Linked DNA regions of Gossypium hirsutum: region 2 is linked to region 1. Evidence: chromatin contacts called from public Hi-C data. All regions are on one chromosome and are shown on one strand. Each heading gives the region's core, a stretch centred on a gene start, on an enhancer-like site or on the middle of the called end of the contact. The rest is flanking DNA. Distances are from core to core; before and after follow the strand shown.

Region 1 (5,548 bases), core at 1,232-3,731:
ATATATACAATGTTAACAAAGTTAACAAATATTAACTTTTTTTTATTTATTTTGGGTTAATTTGCTAAAAAAATACAAGTTCAAAGGTTAAAAGAGAGAGCTAAAATGAATTTATTGTAAAGTTTAGAAGGCCAAAATAATCATTATGCCTTAAAAAAAATCACATTAGATCCAAATTTCATCTAACATCAAAGCTGCTATAATTACCCTAAAAGATTTTTGGATAGACGGTAAGTATAATGCGTTTAATTTACTTTTTGTCTCATGCTATATTTTTTAATATTATCAGCACTGATGTTTTTATATTATAGATCGTACATCTAAACTCACGTTAAAAGTTAAAATGATGGTGGAATTAAGTATGTTTGAAATTCAGTGTAGCTTCAAGATTTCTCAAAATGTTGGCGGTGGCCAACTATCCTACTCCTACCCCTACCAAATTAAATTAGTTGGGCATTTGAGTTAAGAAGGGTTGTTGAAGTTTTCAAATTTGGGGAAGGTGATGAGATTATTGGAGTTTGAATTTTTTATTGAGATTGTCGAGATTATAATTAATAAATCTAGGAATTTAATTTAAAGTGGAAAACAAGTTGAGCTCATTGCAAAAATCCAGGCCTTGCCATACAAGGCACAACTGTGTTTTCCATGTTTACAGCTAACTTGCCAATTGTGTTCCTATTGTGACAAAAGCAACCAAAAACTGGTTTCATAGTAAAATAAAATCATTTTCATTGATTGAGTTTAATTTCATCGTTTATTTTATTGTAAAAGGGAATTTGTTAAAAACATAAAAATAAATACCCAAACGAAAACATCCAAGTAATTATCTCTTCGTCAAAGGGAAAAAATAATAAGCTCCTTCACGTCAGCACCAGCAGCACTTGCCTTGGGACCGTAAAACCCCATACGCGTCGAGACTTCTCTCGTGACGGTGTCAACGCCGTAGTGGTGGTGGTGTTCGTCGGAGTTAGCCGGTGGGTGATAATACAGGCGAGCAGTCTGGGGGCAGTGAGAATGAAATCTTGCGACTATTCTCACCCCTGCATCCAACATCTCTGTGTACTTCCCCATTACTTGTATCTCTATATCCTATAAATTTCTTCACAAAAGAATGAAAAAAAGGAAAGAAAGAAAGAAGGAAAAAAGAAATAAATGTGGCGCTAAAAAACGTCCCAAGGTAATGCTCCCATGTAACGGGAAAATGGAATTTGATGTTTGGTGCAAGAAAGAGGAGGCGGCCTTTGATATTTATATATTCAGAAATGTTTGGTTTAATGGTTTCGGGGTTCTTTCCTTTCGGTTTCAAGCCAGCTCACATTTTCCACGCTATTCCAAGTTAGGTGGAATGAATTTCAATATCTGCCCCTACATTTTACTATATTTGTGATCTTAGTCTGTAATAATTTGTTTTCATTTAATTTTAGTATTCTTCTACTTCACAAAACAACAGTTTTTGCTCCTCATGATTCATTACTCTCTTTCTACTTCAATTCTAGTAATTTAGTCTTTTTATTTCTTCTTTTCTGATTTTATAACTGAATATCAGTTCACCACACCGGTAAAGGATTCCTGTAAGAAAAAAAAGTAACCATTTTCTTTTTTCTTCTTCATAATAATATTGCATGATATTATTAGGGGTGACCAAAACTCGATTCGATTTTGAAAAACTTGATAAAAAATTCAAATTTTGAATTAAAAAGTTCGAGTTTTTTGAGTTAACCAAGTTATTCAGATCAATTCAAATAAAAATTTAAGTTTTTCGGTTTAACTTGAGAATTATACAATTTGAATTATCCGAAATCTGAATAAGAAAAGGCAAAACTATGTTGTTTTGATAAATATTTACTCATTAAGCTAAAAGGCAAAATCATTATATTGTTTATGTACTAGATAAATAATCAATCCATATAAATGCAACATTAAGTATAAATAATAGGATTTATTAACTCAACTCGATTTGACTCGAAATTTTTTGACTCGATTTGATTCAATTCGAAAAAAAATTTAAATTAAGTTCGATTGCTAAAACAGGATTTGTCAACTTGACTAACTCAAATTTTTTTTACTCGACTCGGTTGAATACTCATTCCTAAATATTATAACCCTAATTTTAAAAACGGAAACCTTACGGTCCTAGATTCAACCATTTTTATTGTTTATTTGATCCTCTACATGTGCAACATTCACCATTAGAGAAATTTCTTTTAATGCCACACTATCCAATTTACGAAAATCCTTTTTTAGTTTCCATGCCATTATGTTGGAGCTGCAAAATAGTGTTTGTTTTTGGAATTGAATGAAGAAAACTGTTGTAGAAATTAGTGGAAAGAGTGGTTTAGAAAGAAAAAAATAAAAATACAAGGACTTGAATGCAATATTCATTTTTTTTTGTCATTTTGCCCCCAACTATATCGCATAAAGATCACCAATCCGAGCAAAGTGGGGACAGAGTCAGAGACAGGGAATCGTATTTAATGATAAAGTCAAATAAGGCAAAAGGCGCGTCAGATAACGAAGTCAGACAGTCATTGAATTTATGCGCGGCGTGGATACTTCGCCGCGGGATGTTGTTCCAATTTTCTAATTTTGCCCTTGTGATTTTTTCCTAATCATCTAATCGCCCTTCATTTTTCTATTATTTATTTATTTGTAATTTTATGGTTACCTAGCAGGATGATCACGTGGCTGACTGGTTCTACCGTGGCTTGCCGTTGCCCCACCAGCCTATTTTGTTTTTTTATTTCTTAAAATAATCCAATAATAGTAAAAAAAATAATTAACAGGAGCACTGTTTCATACATTTAAAAAATGTTAAAATTTTATTACACAAATTTTCAAGTATTATTTTGTGTCACAAAATTGTTTGGTACTAGTATTATATCCCCGCTACGCAGGGTGTTAAAATTTTTAGTTTAGTTTTAAAATTTAATTTTAAAATAACTTTTTTATTAAATTATAATTCTCTAGAATTGAATGTGTGAATTTTAAATCAAGAGACCAATTAATGCTTAGATGAATTATTTTAAATATATCATTTTAAATCAAGAGGTGAATTAACTATTTAAATACATTATATAAGAATAAACAAAAAAAATAGCAAGTAAATAAATTATTATTATTTCTTTGATACAATATTAGGAGTAGGGGATGGGGGTTACAGGATTCAAACCTGTGCTAAATAGGTGTGAGCGTTCGATCGAGTCGAATGAAAAAATTTTGAGTTAATCGAGTTGAAGAATCATATTTTATCATCCTAATTTGATTTGAAATTTTCTCGAATCGAGTCGAGTGAGATGGAATTCGAATCAAATTGAATCGAATATATTTGTTCGAGTTAAATTTTAAAAAATAATTTTGGGTCCTTGTAACTACTGTCACCCATCGTAATAAAATTTGTCCACCGTAATCAATTTTTTTATTACCTTTCATCACCTCATAATTTATTTATTAATCTTTTATATACGGGTTAGCTTCTTTGCTTGTTTAGTTGTTTCAATTATCTTCATATTCTTGTCACTATATATATTTGGAATTTAAAAATATATTAAATGTAAAAATGTGATTTTTTAATAAAAGTTATTTTAAAGATAAAATGTGAAATTGATACCGATATAAAATTTTAACACGAATATTTTATAGCATCATTAATAATTCAATTTAAATATAAATATTCAATATGACTAAACAATTCAATAATATAAATAATATAAAATATGAAATTTAATTTAATAATATAAATAGTAGATATAAATAAAATTATTACTATTTGTGTTTAGGGATTTTTTTTGGATAATTTTAATTTTTTATTTGGGAGTAAAGAGTGAAAAGTAAAAGTTTAGGGGGAAAATAAAAAGTTTTAGAGAGTAAAAGTTTAAGGGAAAGTAAATAGGGGAAGTAAAATTTTGGAGGAAAAATATTTAAAAAATAGGGGGGATGGGTTTGGGGTAGATGAGGGGTGGGATGGGAAAGAAGTAAAAGTTTTGGGAGGAAAGTGGGAGGGAGTAAGAATTTAGGGGGAAAATAAAAAGTTTTAAGGGTTTTGGGGAGTAAAATTTTGAGGAAAAGTAAATGGGAGAGTAAAATTTTAGTGGAAAATGGATTTTGGGTAGATGGGGGGATTAGGATAGGAGGGGAGTAAGAGTTTTGGGGGAAAAGTGAGAAGGAGTAAAAATTTTGAGGGAAAGATAAAAAGGTTTGGGAGTTTGGGGTAAAAATGTAAAATATTATAGTTTGATATTTGAATTATTTGAATTATTCGAATTTGAAAACTCAACTTGATTCGAACTCGAAATTCGAAAAAAAAAGTTTGAGTTGACTCGAATAATTTGATTCGTTTAACTCGAAATTTGAATTTGTTTTTATTTGTTTGAGTCGAATCGAATTTTGCTCACCTCTAGTGCCAAACAATCGTCAGACAAAAGCTTTAACTACCACTCCATTCTAATGAAGACAAATAAGTTATAATTTATAAATCTTATGGAAGAACATGATAAAAATGGCAACAATGACAATGGTAAGTATAGTGGTAATAAGAAACCATAAAATGGGAATATGAAACACAACAACCATCCAAGGGCAAAGGGAATGAAAAGAAGCCAATACAATGCTTTTTATGTTGTGGTTCACATATGATGCGAGACTGTCTAGAGTGATATAAGATATCTATGATTAGTAAAAAAGAGAAAGCGGAGCCTGATGAGAAAATGGTATTGAGGCTTGAATCAATAATACTTGATTATGCGAAAACAAAGAGGGATGATAAGTAGAAAGTGTTGATGTTTGTGGACATTAACATCGCAGGTTGAAAGCGGGGTGCTCTTGTTGATACATGAGCATTTGACGTGGGTAAACTTCGTCTCTTAGTTAACAAATTGACTAAGACAATCAAGACTGTTAATTCCAAAGAATTCCCAATCGTGAGAGTAGCATAAGGAGTTGAGCTACAGATTGGAGATTGAAAAGGCAAGGAATGAGGTAATTCATTTAGATGATTACATCTTTCTTATTGGCTTGAATTTCTTTGATGAGATTATTTTCTTGGACAATAACCAAGACAATGCAGTGCTGGTGAGTCGTGATGAGATTATTATAACTCAAAATAAACGTAATCATTGGCCCATTTAGTCCTGTACACGGTTGAATCGAAGTTGACTTGAGTTTGCTTTCCATAGATGCAATGCTTGCAGAAATCTAACTTTCCAACTCCGGAGCCTGTAAAAAGACCTCTTTTGCTCAAAATGATTATATTTTTCTCACCCATATGACTGAGTCTCATGTGTCATACTTGAGTTGATTCAGAATACGTAAAAAAGGAATTTGGACTTATCGTCACAGCGTTGGGAGAGTCTTTGTCGTGACGTAGCGACGGTCTCACCTCTTCTTTAGTAATTACTGCCAAATCAGACACTGTTGCACCTTGCAGAACGTACAGGATGTTGACTTTCTGTCCTCTCATAAGGACAAGAGCTCCATGAGATACTTTTAAGTTGTTCGACTCAATGACAATCTTGCACCCATTTGAGTCGAGAATGCCCAAACAGACGAGAAT
Region 2 (5,548 bases), core at 1,312-3,811, 59 kb before region 1:
TATACCTTTTTTTTATTTAAATGTGTACCGTTGAATCAAAATCAAAATTCTACATATTCGTTTGAACTGTGATCAACGTTTCATGCATACAATGACATCAAACCAAAATTTATACATCAAATTACTCATTAAATCACTGTTTTCATAATCGAACTAGTTAGACGGGGGATTGACTAGGGTATCGATCTAGAATAAGGGGTTAGATTGGTTGAGCCACGAACTAATTGAATTGGTTGAAATGATGATTGGGCTACTTGAGATAACCAATTCGATTGTTTGAATTGATAATTGGACCCCCTTTTTTTCCCCTTTTTAGTGATTTATTCAATTGAATCAAATAAATTGATCAGATTGGTCGAATTGAAAACTGGTGGTATGATGAATATACAAAATTGAAATTTATTGCATGAAGAAAAAAATGTTAAAATAAGCCATAAGTTCTAGTGCTCTTTGTAAATTTGAAATTTAGTTCATTTACTTTTCAGATTTTAAAATTCAAGTTCAACTATTTACACTATTAAAATTATTTTGTAACAATTGAATCTAAATTTTGAAATATAAAAAATTAAGGGACTAGATTCTTAGAAAAAAAGTATAGCAATTAAATTTCAAAATTATGAAGAGGGAGCTGGTCATATTTTAACCAAAAAATGGTATGAGAAAAAATCAGATCGTTGCATTGAAATTGACTTCCCAAGTTTGGAACACGAGTCTGGGCTCTAAAAGCCCATGTCTCTTGACCATGCGCGTCGCTCACTTAACTTACACGTGCGCTTTTCTTTCTTTTCTTATCATCTAATTTCGGGAAAAACAAAGAAATAAATATTTTCATTCATTATTTTAAATATCCATTTCCTTTAATTAAGTGTCCATATGAATATTCCACAATTAAGCAAAGAAAAAGAAAAAGGTAATTTTAATAATGACGTGAAATGTCAATGTCAGTCAAACCTATTCTTCTTGCAAGTTGCAACAATAGTTTCAAGTGGTAATATAAAAAACGTGTAAACCCTAAAAGAAACTCGTCGCTGTTCTTCGGCACATTTCGTAAATGAGTCAGATTCTCGACACGTTTCTGGTAAAAAATCTAACTTTAACTTTCTTAAAGATGCAGACTGTTGAAAACTCAGCTACCACTCACGCCTAATACCTACACCTTATTTAAAATGCTTTGTTTTTATTTTCTTAAAAAGTTTTCAGTGACATGACATGACTGCAACCACCAATTTACATGTGCCACGTGTAATGTAACATTCACTTTCCTACCTTTTTTGCCTTTTTTAGTGTTTCTCGAATTCACCCAATACTATTCATTTACAAAAGGTCAAATCCTTTAAAGGGTGTCCATGTATTATGAGTTTGGACAGTTTAGTCCCTCTATTGTAATTTGATATTTTTAATTCTATACTTTTTTATAAATGTTTTTTGTTTTTGGTACATATCAAATTATCATTTCATAAAGATCCGTTCATCGCTTTCAAATTCTAATTCATTCTTTCCATTGTTAGTAGGGGTAAGCTTTCGATATGCACCCATAAACAAGACTAAAAGAGGACGGCTGGTCATAACATTAATTGATCTTCTTACTAGTTAACTGATTTTCCATAGAAAAATGATAAACTTGAAAAAATAATAAAAGAAATAATTAAGTCATAATATGCCAAAAAAACATAAAATACAGGGACCTTCCTAAAATTTCACTTTAAATATGGACTGATACATTATTGTATTGAGCTCCAAAAAGGAAAAAGAAGAGTCAAAAGAGCAAATATTGTTCAAAGGCAATGAAAATTATGCGAAAAATAGTCAGATGAAGGAAAGTGATTGGTGGTTGCAAGAGTTTTGACAGCTCCTGTTTGCACACAATGGTAGCCCTGCTAGAAAAAACAAGCACAGCACCACTTGGACTTTGCGTATCAAAAGTCCAAAACTCTCCTCCTTTTCATTAGTTAAGCTGCGTTGACTCTGATAAAGGCTATTATTGCTCTCAAGGAAAATCAAAATTCCCTTCATTTTTCTTAGGGTAAACTTCCTAATTAGTCACCTAACTTTTATAATATTTTCATTTTAGTCATTAAAATGCAATTTCGTAATCCAACTTTTAAGATGTCTTCAGTTTAGTCACCCAAACGTTAAATTATCAATGACAAGTAACTTTACACGCCAAATTATGTTTACAGTTTTATTTCGATTACGTAACTTCTAGGTTATTTTCATTTTGACGACCTAGAAATTAAGTGACCAAAATGAAAGTATAAAGATGATGTGGTATGATTTGATGTGTATGTCATCCTTCGTTAATATTTAAAGCTTTCTTTTATTCTAAATAGATTTTACAATTGAGTGATTAAAATGAGAATGTCTTAAAAGTTGAATAATGAAATTATAAGAATTTTTATATGACCAAAATGAAAGAGCTTTGAAAATTGGGTGACCAATTAAGGAAGTTAACCCTTTTTTCCTTACAATTCTTCCCATTTTATCCCCCAACCAAACCCCAAATTCCCACAACCTTTTTCCACCTCACCTTTTATTACCAACAACTGGGGCGCATACGTAAATTCACTCTCACATTTGGGCACAAAGTTTAATGAAATTCCCAAACTTTCCTCTTCATGTTTTAGAAGCTTTTCTCCCCCCAGAATCTCAAAAAACTTAGGGCATTGCGTATCGTTTAATTAAAAACCTGGATTTCCTCATCATCACTAGTATTCTTCTTTCCTTGAATTGCACTTTGGGCAATTTTTGTAGCCATTTGGAAGCTTCCCCTTTTGTTTTATTTTATTTCCTTTGTTTTTTTTTTGTTACATTTCTCCAAGGTTTTGCTTTCAAGGTCTGCATCCCGACGAACACTGTGAGCTTCCCCTGTCATGGATGTGAATTCGACATGAAATTTGTGCAATTCTCTAGGTATTCATATTTAAAGGCTCAAAAATTATTTATTTTCAAAATCCTCTAAAGTGAAGACTGCTTGATTTTGGGCACAAAATTAGGGTTTTTGGTTTTCTGTAATCTCTTATCATATTGTTGTTAGATTTTTTTTCTTTCTTTTCAGCAAAAAGATATTGCTTTGATATACCGAAATTATGAAGCGGTTGAGATCGAGCGACGATCTCGATTCTTATGAGAAAAATGCTAGCAAAGAATTGAATCAGAATCAGAATCAGAACAGAAATCGGTCATCTTTTCACCGAAGCAGCAGTAGCAGCGTTGGCTTTTACTACAAGCCGTCTTCAACCTTTGATAGCAATTCCCGGGCCAAAAGCAATCTGATCTCATCGTCTTTGTCTCGTTATGATAGAGATCGGTCCATGGCTGATGAGGATAGCAGCAGGGAGAGGGAAAGGGAGAGGCTGGTCCGGAAGCGATCAGAGCATGATTTTGATAGCTTTGATAGGCGAAAAGCAGGGTTTGATCGGTACAGAGAGAGTGGTGGTGGTGGTGGTAGTAGTAGTAGCCTTCATAGGTCGGAGAGCTTCTGCGGACCTCATAGAGAGTTTCCAAAGGGGTTCCGGTCAGAAAGGGACCGAACTCGTCGTGAGAGTGTGTGTGGGAGCTCGTGGCGAAGGTTGGGAATTGATGACGTTAGAGGGAGTAGTAAGGTGCAACTGAGGGATGTTAGGGATGTGAGCTCACCTACAAGGTCAAGGGATTCTTTGGGGGCAGGGAGGGTTGTTGGGGAATCAAGGGAAAGGGAAGATTTGAGGAGGAGAAGCACCAAGGCAATGTCTACGTCAATGTCAAGGTCGCCAACATGGTCACGGGATTCAGGCAGTGAGCAGTCTAAGAGTGTTGGTGGTGGAATTGATGAGACTAGAGGTAGTAAGGTGCAACTGAAGGATGTTAGGGATGTGAGCTCACCTACACGGTCAAGGGATTCTTTGGGGGCAGGCAGGGTTGTTGGGGAATCAAGGGAGGAGGATTTGAAGAGGAGAAGCTCCAAGTCGAAGTCTAAGTCAAGGTCACCAACATGGTCACGGGATTCAGGCAGCGAACAGTCTAAGAGTGTTGGTGGTGGTGGTGGAGAGGAGAAGAAGAATGAGGAAACCCTGGTGGAGAATGGGACTAGTAGTGAGATGGAGGAAGGTGAATTTGATCCTGAACCTCAGGCTAAGTGTGAAACTGATTTGGCCACTGAAGCTGGAACCGGAAATGATGGGAAAGAGTCTTGTCAGATAGAAATGGAGAATGTTGAAGGTGGGATGATTCCAAATGTGGAAGCTTTAGAGGAGGTTAATGAAGAGGGGGTGAATAAAAGAGAAGGTGATGTGAAGGATGATGGTGAGTTGCAAGATTGTGGACAGAATCTAAATGGTGGAACTAATGAGGTGGTGAATAGAAGAGAAGGTGGTGTGAAGGACAATGATGAGTTGCAAGATTGTGGACAGAATTTAAGTGGTGGAACTAGTGGTACTGGGGATAAGATGGATGATGTGGCTGGTGGTGAAGTTGGAAAGGAGGAAGAAGGTGTAAAGGTTGGTGGTGAGAGTGAGTTAGACAGTGAAGATGCACTTGCTATGAAGTCATCCTGTTTGGAAGGGATTTGTAAGGAGAATAAAGGGATTAGTCTTGAGATGCAGCTCGAGGAATGTGAGGCAGCTGAGTCTAATGAAGAAGTTGCGGAGGAAAATGGTGAGCATAAAATAAACATGCATGTGGTCGAGATAGGATTGAGTCAGAATGTCAAGGATAAAGGGAAAGGAGTTGCTGTTGAATCTACAAATATTACTGATTCTGCAGCAAATGGGGTATGGAATGAAAGGGAATCAAAAGCTACAGATCTTGAAACGGAAGGGCCTTCTAGGGGTTTTGAGTTGTTTTCTCATTCTCCTGTTAGGAGAGTGGAAAAGCCAGAGCAGCCAGGTGCCAATAAGAAAGAAGAGAAATTGGCATTTGAGTCTCTTGATCTTTCTCTTAGTTTACCAAATGTCTTGTTGCCAATTGGTGCTCGAGAAACAGATGAGGTTCCTGGCTCCCCTAGCCACGGGAGGAGTGTGCAGTCTTTAACAAATACATTTCGTACCAACTCTGATGGGTTTACTGCATCTATGTCCTTTTCAGGTTCTCAGTCATTTTACCATAATCCAAGTTGTTCTTTGACTCAGAATTCCATGGACTATGAACAATCTGTTCACAGCCGTCCCATATTTCAGTGTGTTGATCAACTTTCTCAGGGAGCATCGCAGTCTCAAATGAGTCTCGGCATAAAGACATTCCCATGTTTCAGAGAATTTTGATGAATGGCAATGGGTCTTTCAATCATTCTTCAGAATTACAGGGCAATTCAAATAGTCAGGCTGTGCAGGCACCAAATATGCACACTTTAGATGGAAGCTCAAAGATTCCCAATGTACTTGAGCAGCAGTTAAGTTTACAGAATGATGTCAGGTCTCCTTCACAGAGTTTTGGGTCTCATGAAATCGCTTCAAAGTACAGCTTTGAGAATAAGCGAGGCGTGAGAGAGAAGCATGGAGGTAGCTTATATAGGAGCCGTAGCCAGAAAGAGCAAGAAAAACTTCTGCTTGGTGGAGCTGATTGTGCTGAGACT

Evidence for each region. Hi-C and Micro-C count contacts between places; a contact is called where the count stands out from the background.
Region 2: a contact with region 1 is called in a Hi-C map of leaf, with 2.3 times the contacts expected there. The contact joins the promoter of LOC107938339 here to the enhancer-like site in region 1. A contact is called at or near these places in 10 of 34 Hi-C or Micro-C datasets (anther, fibers, hypocotyl and 2 more).

Annotation. Positions count from the first base shown.
Region 1 is chrA08:107,860,179-107,865,726 of Gossypium_hirsutum_v2.1, reverse strand. No RefSeq gene overlaps it. Among protein-coding and RNA genes, the nearest start is that of LOC107929054, 12 kb to the left of the region's middle. Within about 2 kb of position 2,481, at least 9 of the 9 cell types and tissues checked have an H3K27ac peak or open chromatin away from gene starts, as enhancers often do. A contact at or near this core is called in fibers, hypocotyl and leaf, where this site is marked.
Region 2 is chrA08:107,919,058-107,924,605 of Gossypium_hirsutum_v2.1, reverse strand. It overlaps LOC107938339 (protein OBERON 4), which reads left to right and starts at 2,561. Exons shown (of 3, transcript XM_041074366.1): 1 at 2,561-5,189; 2 at 5,192-5,548. The coding sequence starts at 3,087.